Regions from separate parts of the Oryctolagus cuniculus genome. Here region 1 is linked to region 2. A link is a contact called in public Hi-C data. All regions are on one chromosome and are shown on one strand. The core of a region is the stretch at or near the end of the contact, and the rest is flanking DNA. Distances in the headings are between cores, read along the strand shown.

Region 1 (4,778 bases), core at 1,905-4,404, 43 kb before region 2:
AAAGACAGACAGGAATCTTCCATCTGCTGGTTCACTCTCCAAATGACCACAAGGGCTGGCGCTGGGGCAGACTGAAGCCAGGAGCCTGGAACTCCATCTGGGCCTCCCCAGTAAGTAACAGGTACTCAAGCACTTGGGCTATCTTTCCCTGCCTTTTCAGGCACATTAACAGGGAAACTGTATTGGAGGTGGAGCACCCAGGACTATGAGTGGGTGCTCAATATTGAAAAGTAGAGAGAGAAAGAGCCAGCGATATCTGCCACTGGCTAGTTCACTCTCCAAATGCCTGCAACAGCTGGGGCTGGGCCAGGTCTAAGCTAGGAGCCGCAAACCCTACCTTGGTCTCTCACACTACTCTAAGTAGACCTGACTACTTGATTCATTACCTGTTGCCTTCCAGGGTGCACATTAGCAGGAAGCTGGAATCTAGACCAGAGCTGAAACTGGAACTCAGGCACTCAGATATGGGGTGCAGGCATCGCAAGCAGTCTTAACTGGTAAGCCATAATGCCTGTAAGGACATCACAAAACACACCAAACACCAGAGTTAGAAGAAAGGTTTATTGTCAGATGGGAGAAGCCTGACAGGGGGAAGAGGGTGAGAGAGTAAGAGAGAGAGAGAGAGATGTGTGTGGGAAGCAGGTCCTATTATATCTTTGCAGGGGGCAGGGAAATAGGAGTAGCAAATCCCATTAGGGTGGGGGTGGAGCTGACACCTGTGGTTGGGCCATCTGGTCACCTGGCACCATTTTACTACCAATGCCCACTCCTGAAATTCTTTATTTTTTTAAGATTTATTTATTTTATTTGAAAATCAGAGATACACAGAGAGAGGAGAGGCAGAGAGAGAGAGAGAGAGAGAGAGAGAGAGGTCTTCCATCTGCTGGTTCACCCCCAATTGGCCGCAAGGGTTGGAGCTATGCCCATCCAAAGGCAGGAGTCAGGAGCTTCTTCCCGGTCTCCCACGTGGGTGCAGGGGCCCAAGCACTTGGGCCATCTTCTGCTGCTTTCCCAGGCCATAGCAGAGAGCTGGATCAGAAGTGGAGCGGCCAGGACATGAACCGGCGCCCATTTGGGATGCTGGCACTGCAGGCGGCAGCTTTACCCGCTACGCCACAGTGCTGGACCCCTGAAGAGTCTTTAAAGCAAAATGACAGAAGTAAAGCTGAATGGAATTTTAAAAAGTTGCACTTTTCCACGGAGAAGTGATTAAGGAAGAGACAGACACAGAGGTGGCAGGGTGGGAGTGGGCAGTTTCTTACTGCCAGGGACTGCTCTAGTAGTTTGACGTGGTTATCTCATTCCTCTCAACAGTCCTTCAGGTAAGAGTCCAGCCATTAATCTCATTTCATTACCTGGGAACAAACTGAGGCTTGGGGAAATCCTGTAATATATGTTGCAACCACAACACATGCTGCTAACTGCGAGAGCCATATCCAACCTAGGGATTGTCTGGCTATGAAGCCAGTGGACTTTTAAAAAAAATTGTTTTATTTTATTTAAAATGTTGTCTTTATTTAAAAGGCAAAGCAAGAGCAAGAAAGAGAGAGCAAGAATAGCAAGAGCGAGATAGAAATCTTACATCTGCTGTTTTTTTCCCAAATCCCAAAATGCCCACATTAGTCAGGACTCAACCAGGCTGAAACCAGGAACCTGGAACTCCACCTGGGTGTCCCAAAGAGGTGGCAGGCACCTAAGCACTTGAGCTATTGTCTGCTGCCTTCCAGGTTCTATTAGCAGGAAGCCAGATTGGAAGCAGAGTAGCCAAGACTTGAACTTGGACTCTGATATGGATGCAGGAGCCCCAAGTGTTTGTAAATTAACTAGCTGTGCCACGATGTCCACCCTTTATTATTTATTTGAAAGACAGAGAGACAGAGACACACAGAAAGAGAGAGGGAGAGAGAAAGAGCTTTGCTCTGCGGCTTCACTCCTCTAAATGCCTGTAACAGCTTGGCCAGGCCCAAGCTGGGAGCTGGGAATTCAACCTGGGTCTCCCATGCTGGTGGTAGGGACTCAACTATTTGATTCACCACTGATGCCTCCCAGGGTACACATTAAAAGGAAGTTGGAACTGGAGCTTAGAATTGAACCTAGGCACCCCCATATGGGACACTCAAATAGCTTCTTAACTGCTGTGCCAAATGCCTCAGGTGCCTGCCCCTGAAGCCTGTGTAATTTTACTTTTGCAGACAGTATGTACAGGGTGCACCACTGAAAATAACAGTGACTGCAGTATAATACCTTATGCTAATAGTAACGATGATAGCTGCCATGTGGCTTTTCCCAGCTCTTAACAGCATCGCCCGTATTTACACTCTAGTAAAACAGGAGAGGAAGAGAGAAGGACATGTACTTAAGACTTCTACTGGCTTACTTTGTTTTCTGGAAATAATTGAAATACCCAATTAGTTTTGTTTGCCATTTATGAGATTATAATGTTCTAGATGTGGGTGTATGGGTTGGTGTGTGATTGTGTGAAATCAAATCTGATATATTCAGAATTATTGCAGTGGATAAGTATGCCTTTTGGGCTTGATATTCAATTTTGTAATTAGTAATCACTGTTCCCATTTATTGAATGGGAGTTTTAATCTGTACTTTTTCCCTTTTCCTTTTGAAGCTCAATGTCACACCCACCCATGTTTCCTTAGGGGACCTGTGAAAAAAATCTGTTACCCTACATTTAAAAGCAAGTTTGTATTCTGTGGAAAACCAGTAACCACTTATTTTTGCATATAAATACCCCCCCAAATGAATCTATTATGATGAATTTTATATTAGTCTCAAGTTCTAGTTTTAGCATTAGGCTGGAACCTCATATTTGGAAGATGTCCAGTCCTATAGCACTGTGGTATCTATCTAAAAATGCTCACGTATCTCTTGATGGACTAATATCCATTTGCAACGAGTAGTTAGTTCCACGTGAATCTAGGTGAAGAGGGTGTTCCTTTTCTAGAAGTAGATTACCTGTTTACAAACGTCATTCTAATCCGCAACTCCCTAAAACTGTTACTATAAAAACAATAGAACTATTCTGCCGTTCCGCCTAAAAACAAAACCTTTCACCCAAATTACACGCCTTACTAGCCACATTTTTACCTCCATGATGTTACGCTAATTTGAAAGAATGTATTTCTAAAGCTCAGACAAGAGTTGGAACTGGGACAGCAGCTCGAAGAGATCCTTTCAAAGCCCACTCCTGCGCCTTGGAGACACCTCAAGAATTCGCAGGCTGCAAAGGTAGGTGACGGAAGCGACCTCGGGAGCTGCGCACCGCCGCTCTCGGCGAGCGCCCGCGGACACAGGCCGAGCCAGCAGCGGCGAGGGCCGCGAAGAGTTAACCAGGGACCGAGCCCCCCGCGCCGCGGGCTCCCCGCGCTCTCCCCCGCCCGCCCGCCCGTCCCCACCCTCTGCTTTTGGCAAGGGATTAAAGTGCTCCCCCCTGTGGCAGCAGTGACCCAGAAATGAGTTTGATTCACACAGTCCTCCCTCCATAACAAGCCCAACGCCCGTCCGAGAGTGCCTCCGTGCGCGAGTGCCGGCTGTGTGCGCGCCGGCGAGAGCAGGGGCCCGCCCGGCTCCCGCCCGTCCGTGCGCCGCGGCCCGAACTCATGCGGCGCGGAGCCCAGCGCTTCGGCCGAACCCCTCCGCAGCAGGTAGGCGCGCGGGCCGCGGGGGCGGGGGGCGGCGCGCGGGTGTCCGCGCGTGTCCGCGTGGGGGTCCGTGTGCGCGTCCTGGGCCCGCGGCGGCGGCGGCGGCGGCGGCGGCGGCGGCTGCGGCGCGGCGGCGGCTGCAGGACGAGCCCAGAGGCTCAGCCATATTTGATGGTTTTGTTGCTTTGCTCGGGAGTTCTCGGGAGTAATTTAATGCCGAAGGTCGCTGCCTAGTGGAAATAATATAGTACGTCATTAATATGGCGCCAAAAGATTGGGTTGTCGATATGCAGCGAGGAGGGAGGGAGGCAGCCGCCGGTGCCGCGTTACTATCCCACCAGTAACTTGGGCATTGCCGGGGCGGGGGCCGGAGGAGGAGGAGGACAGGATGGTTTTTGGATCCTGAAAATTGATCTGTGTTGGATCCGTAAGTTTTATTGTGATGGTGATTTTTTTTTTTTCCATATCGCGAGGCTGAAGACTTAGCTTTCTCTTCTTTCGAATTTGCGAAGAACATGCCGGTTTCAGGTGAATCGTCAATTAAACGCGTTTAGGAGCAGGAGCCCAGTTTAGTTGGCTTTAGTTGATAGAATTTTCTCAAAAGCCAAAGTGCATTTAGGCTGCATGAAAGTGGAAAGCATAGTAGCAACTTGGTAGACAGATGGCAATGGCAGAACGCAGGTTCGCGTACATATATGAATCCAGAGTACGTGTGACCGTGTATGTATGTGCGTGTTGGTGGTGGGGGGGTGGGAAGGAGGACTGTATTTGTCCAATCATAGGTGTGTGAAGGTACATCCGTGCGGGGTGGCCGCAGTCCTCGCTCTTGTCACCGCGTCACCACATGTCCAAAATATTCATTGCATCAATTCAAGGGCAGTGAGCAAGGGGGTGGAGGGACAGCTTGGCAATGAGATTCTTCCAAAATGAGATTCCAGGGATCAGATCTTTTACTTGCAGCAGGACCATAAAGTGTAAAACCCTTCACTGGTCAAATCGGGCAGGAGTTGCATTGGTAGAGCAAAGTACCGATTAATCATGAACTTAAAACGGATTGCAAATTGTAACCTTTGGCACCATCTGCTGATTGTGGGGGTAGGGTAGGGGGGTCCCTTGGTCTCT
Region 2 (4,620 bases), core at 1,139-3,638:
TTCCAGGGGCGAGGAGGGATAAACCAGTTAAAAGCATTTGAGTGCTCACAGTCAAATCTGGTGCCAAGCACTTTGCAATGCCAAGAAAGGAAGGTTTTTTAAAAACACCCAAACCATAACTTGTGGTCATGGTTTTGAAGTCACTTACACGGTAGTTGCTACATATGATAAATATAATGAAATGACTTACTTAACTCTATATGTATTTCATATCCTTGAATCCTTCAGGGGTTTATCTTTTGCTTTATTTCTTGCATGGAAGACTCCTTCTGCCTTTAATTAATTTAAAGATTGATTGATCCTTGGAAGGATCTGAGAGGCATTCAGTAGAAAAGCTGGGGCCACTCACCGATTTATTCAGGGTATTTAGCCACTGTGAATTGTATAAGTATAAAGAATTTTTTAATGATCTCATCTGTTAATACAGATTTATTAAAGTGGGTCTTGTGGCCTTTTTCCTTCAGGAATGCCTGAACTGGATGAGTACACCATGGAGCGGGTGCTGGAGGAGTTTGAACAGCGATGCTATGACAATATGAATCATGCCATAGAGACTGAGGAAGGCCTGGGGATCGAGTATGACGAAGATGTTGTCTGTGACGTGTGCCAGTCGCCTGACGGCGAGGATGGCAACGAGATGGTGTTCTGTGACAAGTGCAACATCTGCGTGCACCAGGTGCGCCTGGTGGGGAGCCCGGCTGCCCACGGGGGGGTGCCGCCGGGAGCCCGGGGCCCTTCTCCCTATGGGGTGGTCCATTCTCCTCGTCCTAAGTGATTTGAAGAAACGTGCTGTATGAACATCTTTTTTATTCCCTCTGGTAGCTTCTTACAGGGTTGGAAATATTTCTTGCTGCTTTTACAACCAGAAAGCGAGGATCCAATTAAGAACAGTGCGAAAACAAAGCAACCCTTGAAAAGGCAGTTAGTATGTTACGTTAGTTTCCAAAATACTACAGACCGAGTGGTTTAAAGCAGCAGAAGTTTATTGTCTTATGGTTCTGGAAGCTTGAAATTCTAGATAAAGTTCAAGGTGAAGTTCAAGATAAAGGCGTCGTTGGGGGGCCATGCTCCTGACTTCTCCTAGTGGATGGTGATCCCCAGCACCTTTGGCTGGCCTCCTAGGCTTAACAGCTGCCCTTGTGGTCACATCAGCTGTGTGTGTGTGTGTCTTCACTATCAGTCACATATCTTAATCACATATCTACAGTGATTCTGTTTCTAAGTGAGGTCACGTTCTAAGATGGTTTCTGTGGGGGCAGAAAGTAGCCCCTTGGTGATAACGTTCCTGATGGTGATAGGATTTGCTTGCCACAGAAAGGTAAATCCATAGGACTAAAGTGCATTACTTCATGCAGTAATGAAGTTTTAAGATGTGCATGGAGATGGGTGTCCACACACGCCCTTAGCATTTAATAGGCCATCGTCCTGGCTATTGAATCCTTTGAATCCACCTGTGGATGCTGAGATTTAAAAGACCTCTTTAAAGGCTGCTTGCTGGGGTGACCTCAGGAAGAACGCAGTTTACTCCGTGAAGTTCTGGATTGTTCTTTTTTTTTTTTTTTTTAATTTTTGATAGGCAGAGTGGACAGTGAGAGAGAGAGAGACAGAGAGAGAAAGGTCTTCCCTTGCCGTTGGTTCACCCTCCAATGGCCGCCGCTGCAGCCGGCGCACCGCGCTGATCCGATGGCAGGAGCCAGGATCCAGGTGCTTTTTCCTGGTCTCCCATGGGGTGCAGGGCCCAAGCACCTGGGCCATCCTCCACTGCACCCCCTGGCAATAGCAGAGAGCTGGCCTGGAAGGGGGGCAACCGGAACAGAATCCGGCGCCCCGACCGGGACTAGAACCCGGTGTGCCGGCGCCGCATGGTGGAGGATTAGCCTATTGAGCCACGGCGCCGGCTTGTTCTTTTCTGTACGATTTGTCTGCCTCTTGGGCTTTATTGGAGTCTGAACATTCTGCCAGCCGTGCCCGTGTCCCGGCTCATCCTGACAAGGAGACCACTGCTGTGGTCCTCTTGCGGCCCACCATGGACCTGGGTTTTCAGGTTGTCTGGCAAGTTTCCCTGGGGTAGTGGAGACTTCTCGTGGTAGTTTTGCGATATTGTGATTGCTGCTTGTTTGTCGCGGATGCTTCTTGTATTTACTTGGATGACTTTTTAGTATTTTTCCTGCTGTTCTACGTATTTTCCATTCTGCTTGAGAACCAGTTAAACCCCTGTTCTATGAATGAGCTACAGGGCATCAGGGTCAGGGGGAGGGCGGGCTGCAGAGGGCCCTGGATCCAGGGGCTTCTGACACTGCTCCCGTGGCTGTCCCTTCCGCCATCCGTGTAAGTCTCTTCTCCTTAGCATTTACTGCGTTTTTCTTTGGGGAAACTCCTCCATGGCTTGTCGTGAAGACAGTCTTCACTGGATCTTTAGAACGACCTCGGGCCTGCTTTTCCAGTGTAGAAATGACGTCTTCCAGATGAGATTCTCCAGAATGTCTGTTACAGACCTTTAGTATTTGAAACCTTAATAGTTGTGCTCCATTTAAAAACCCCTGTTTTTTCCACTAGGTCGGTGTGGACAGTGGCTTATTCATGGCGCCGCCCGCGCTCGCGGGCCTGGTGTTACCGTGCCGCGCCCGGCACTCATCCTTGTGGTTTCCTCTCTGCGTCCCGAGCGCTCCGATGGCGGGGCGGCTGTGTTTTTTCTGTCTGGAGGCTTCGATCGAGCTCTGTTGCCGTGACTCTCGGCTTCCTGACTTCCAGTTCATTTAAGGATAAAGTTCGGAACAGTTGGTTTCTCAAGGCCGCTCTGAGTGTGCTCCTGGTGCCGCCGCGGTTTCTGTTTCCCCACTTATTTAACACTCGCCTCTTCTCTCTTCAAACTCTCTTAATTACCTCCATTGCAAAAGCCTTGATTTCTGCATTTTATGCCTTTTTGTGGTAATTTTTGCCATCCTGGGCAAAATAGGCTTTGTTTTAAATATCAGCTCAGAAGACCAGAGTCTGTCTCTCTTCGATCGGCTCATTTTTCTCTGTCTTTTGGGTTCCCTTGGGACAGGAGTGGGCTCTGGTGAGTGTGCGTGCCTGGCCTGGGGACAGCCTGAGCTGCTTCCCCTTTGTACCGCCGCCTCGCTGGGGCAGCCCTGGGGGACCGAGTGCCTGGTTTCCCCTCACTACGGGGAGAAGCTCACCTCGCAGGCCTTAACCCTGCGTGGCGCGTTGAGGATTTCTGTGCTCAGTGACTGCATGGGTGTCCTCAGAGCACAGACACCCTGGGGTCCCGGAGGCCGCCTGCAGGGAGCGGGTCCCCATGTGGCAGCCCTGCTGGGAGTTTTTACCTTGCTGGGTGTCACGGGGAAAATCGATCCTCTCTGTTTCTCTGTCTCCCTCGGGGCCGTGCCGCGGCGTTACAGGCCTGTTACGGAATCCTCAAGGTGCCGGAGGGCAGCTGGCTGTGCCGGACGTGTGCCCTGGGTGTTCAACCAAAATGTTTGCTGTGCCCTAAGAAGGGCGGGGCCATGAAGCCCACCCGCAGCGGAACCAAATGGGTCCACGTCAGCTGTGCCCTGTGGATCCCCGAGGTGAGTGTGGTTCTTTACAGCAGCTTCTCCGGAGGTGCTGGGGCCTCTTACCTGGGGTTGGGCAGGTGGGGGGAAGGACACCCTGTAGTTGTGTGTCCCCGCACCTGACTCCGGGGCGCCTCGCTGCTGTGTGTGGGCAGATCTGGCAGCAGCGGCGGCTGGGCTCGGCCGGATGGTGCTCACGCCTCGCCCTGCCTGCCCGTCAGAGCTGCCATCCCATTGCATATGCCCCCTCCCCGGCACAGACCTGAGCATTCGGTGCCTGTGGTTTGGGGGTGCCCGTATCATTCCTCCAGGATGGGCTGCAAATCCTTGTGCTTGGCAAGCCCTGCTCAAGGCGCCACTGTGGTTTAAAAACAAAAAAAAAACACCACTCTAGGTCACACTTTTGTGGTTTTTATTTAAATTCTTCCTCAGCTTCAACCTTTTTAATTTCAGGTCTGGTCTAATTTATTTCGAGTCCCAGACCTTGACTAATTTAATTTGCATGGCTCGCTGTGAGCATATCATTTGTGATTCAGATTCCAGCATTTTGGGGGTGTGATTTTGGTGCATTTTTCTTCCTGAGGAGAATTATCTGGGGAGGATTTGGACCGAGGTTTCACGATTCGGGGCTCAATAGCCCTGGACCTTGTGGTTTGGTATTAACAGGATACAGCTCAGTGATCTGGGCTGAATGCGAAGATGATACCTTCTTTATCTTGGTAAATTTCCACTTTGAATAATGTTTTCTGAGAGAGGATTAAAAATAGCTTACATTTACTCCACTATTGACAGCCTATTGAAATAAATTTAAGGTAGGTGTTCAGTCTTGACAACTCCATTGAGGGCCATAGGTATATGTGGATTGCATTCCCATGATAGATGGGAGTCCTTGCCATCAGGGGCTTGGTGAGAACTCAGTCGTCTGAGTGTTGGTCCCACCTGGGATGTCCCGCTGCCCTGAGCTGGCCCCCAAGGCCACCCTGATACTTCAGAATAATTTTTTTACAGAAATTTCAGCAGAGCTTTGTAATTTTTTATTGATTTTATCTAAATGAAAGGCAGATAG

Evidence for each region. Hi-C and Micro-C count contacts between places; a contact is called where the count stands out from the background.
Region 1: a Hi-C map of an unstated tissue shows a contact between it and region 2, with 1.6 times the contacts expected there. The contact joins the promoter of JADE1 here to the enhancer-like site in region 2. A contact is called at or near these places in 3 of 6 Hi-C or Micro-C datasets (ear pinna, psoas muscle and an unstated tissue).

What each region holds. Positions count from the first base shown.
Region 1 is chr8:35,952,021-35,956,798 of mOryCun1.1, reverse strand. JADE1 (jade family PHD finger 1) reads left to right here and starts at 3,154. Exons shown (of 11, transcript XM_051819883.2): 1 at 3,154-3,243.
Region 2 is chr8:35,908,144-35,912,763 of mOryCun1.1, reverse strand. It overlaps JADE1 (jade family PHD finger 1), which reads left to right. Exons shown (of 11, transcript XM_051819883.2): 6 at 465-676; 7 at 3,402-3,569. Among named protein-coding and RNA genes, the nearest start is that of JADE1, 43 kb to the left of the region's middle. Within about 2 kb of position 2,388, at least 1 of the 8 cell types and tissues checked has an H3K27ac peak or open chromatin away from gene starts, as enhancers often do.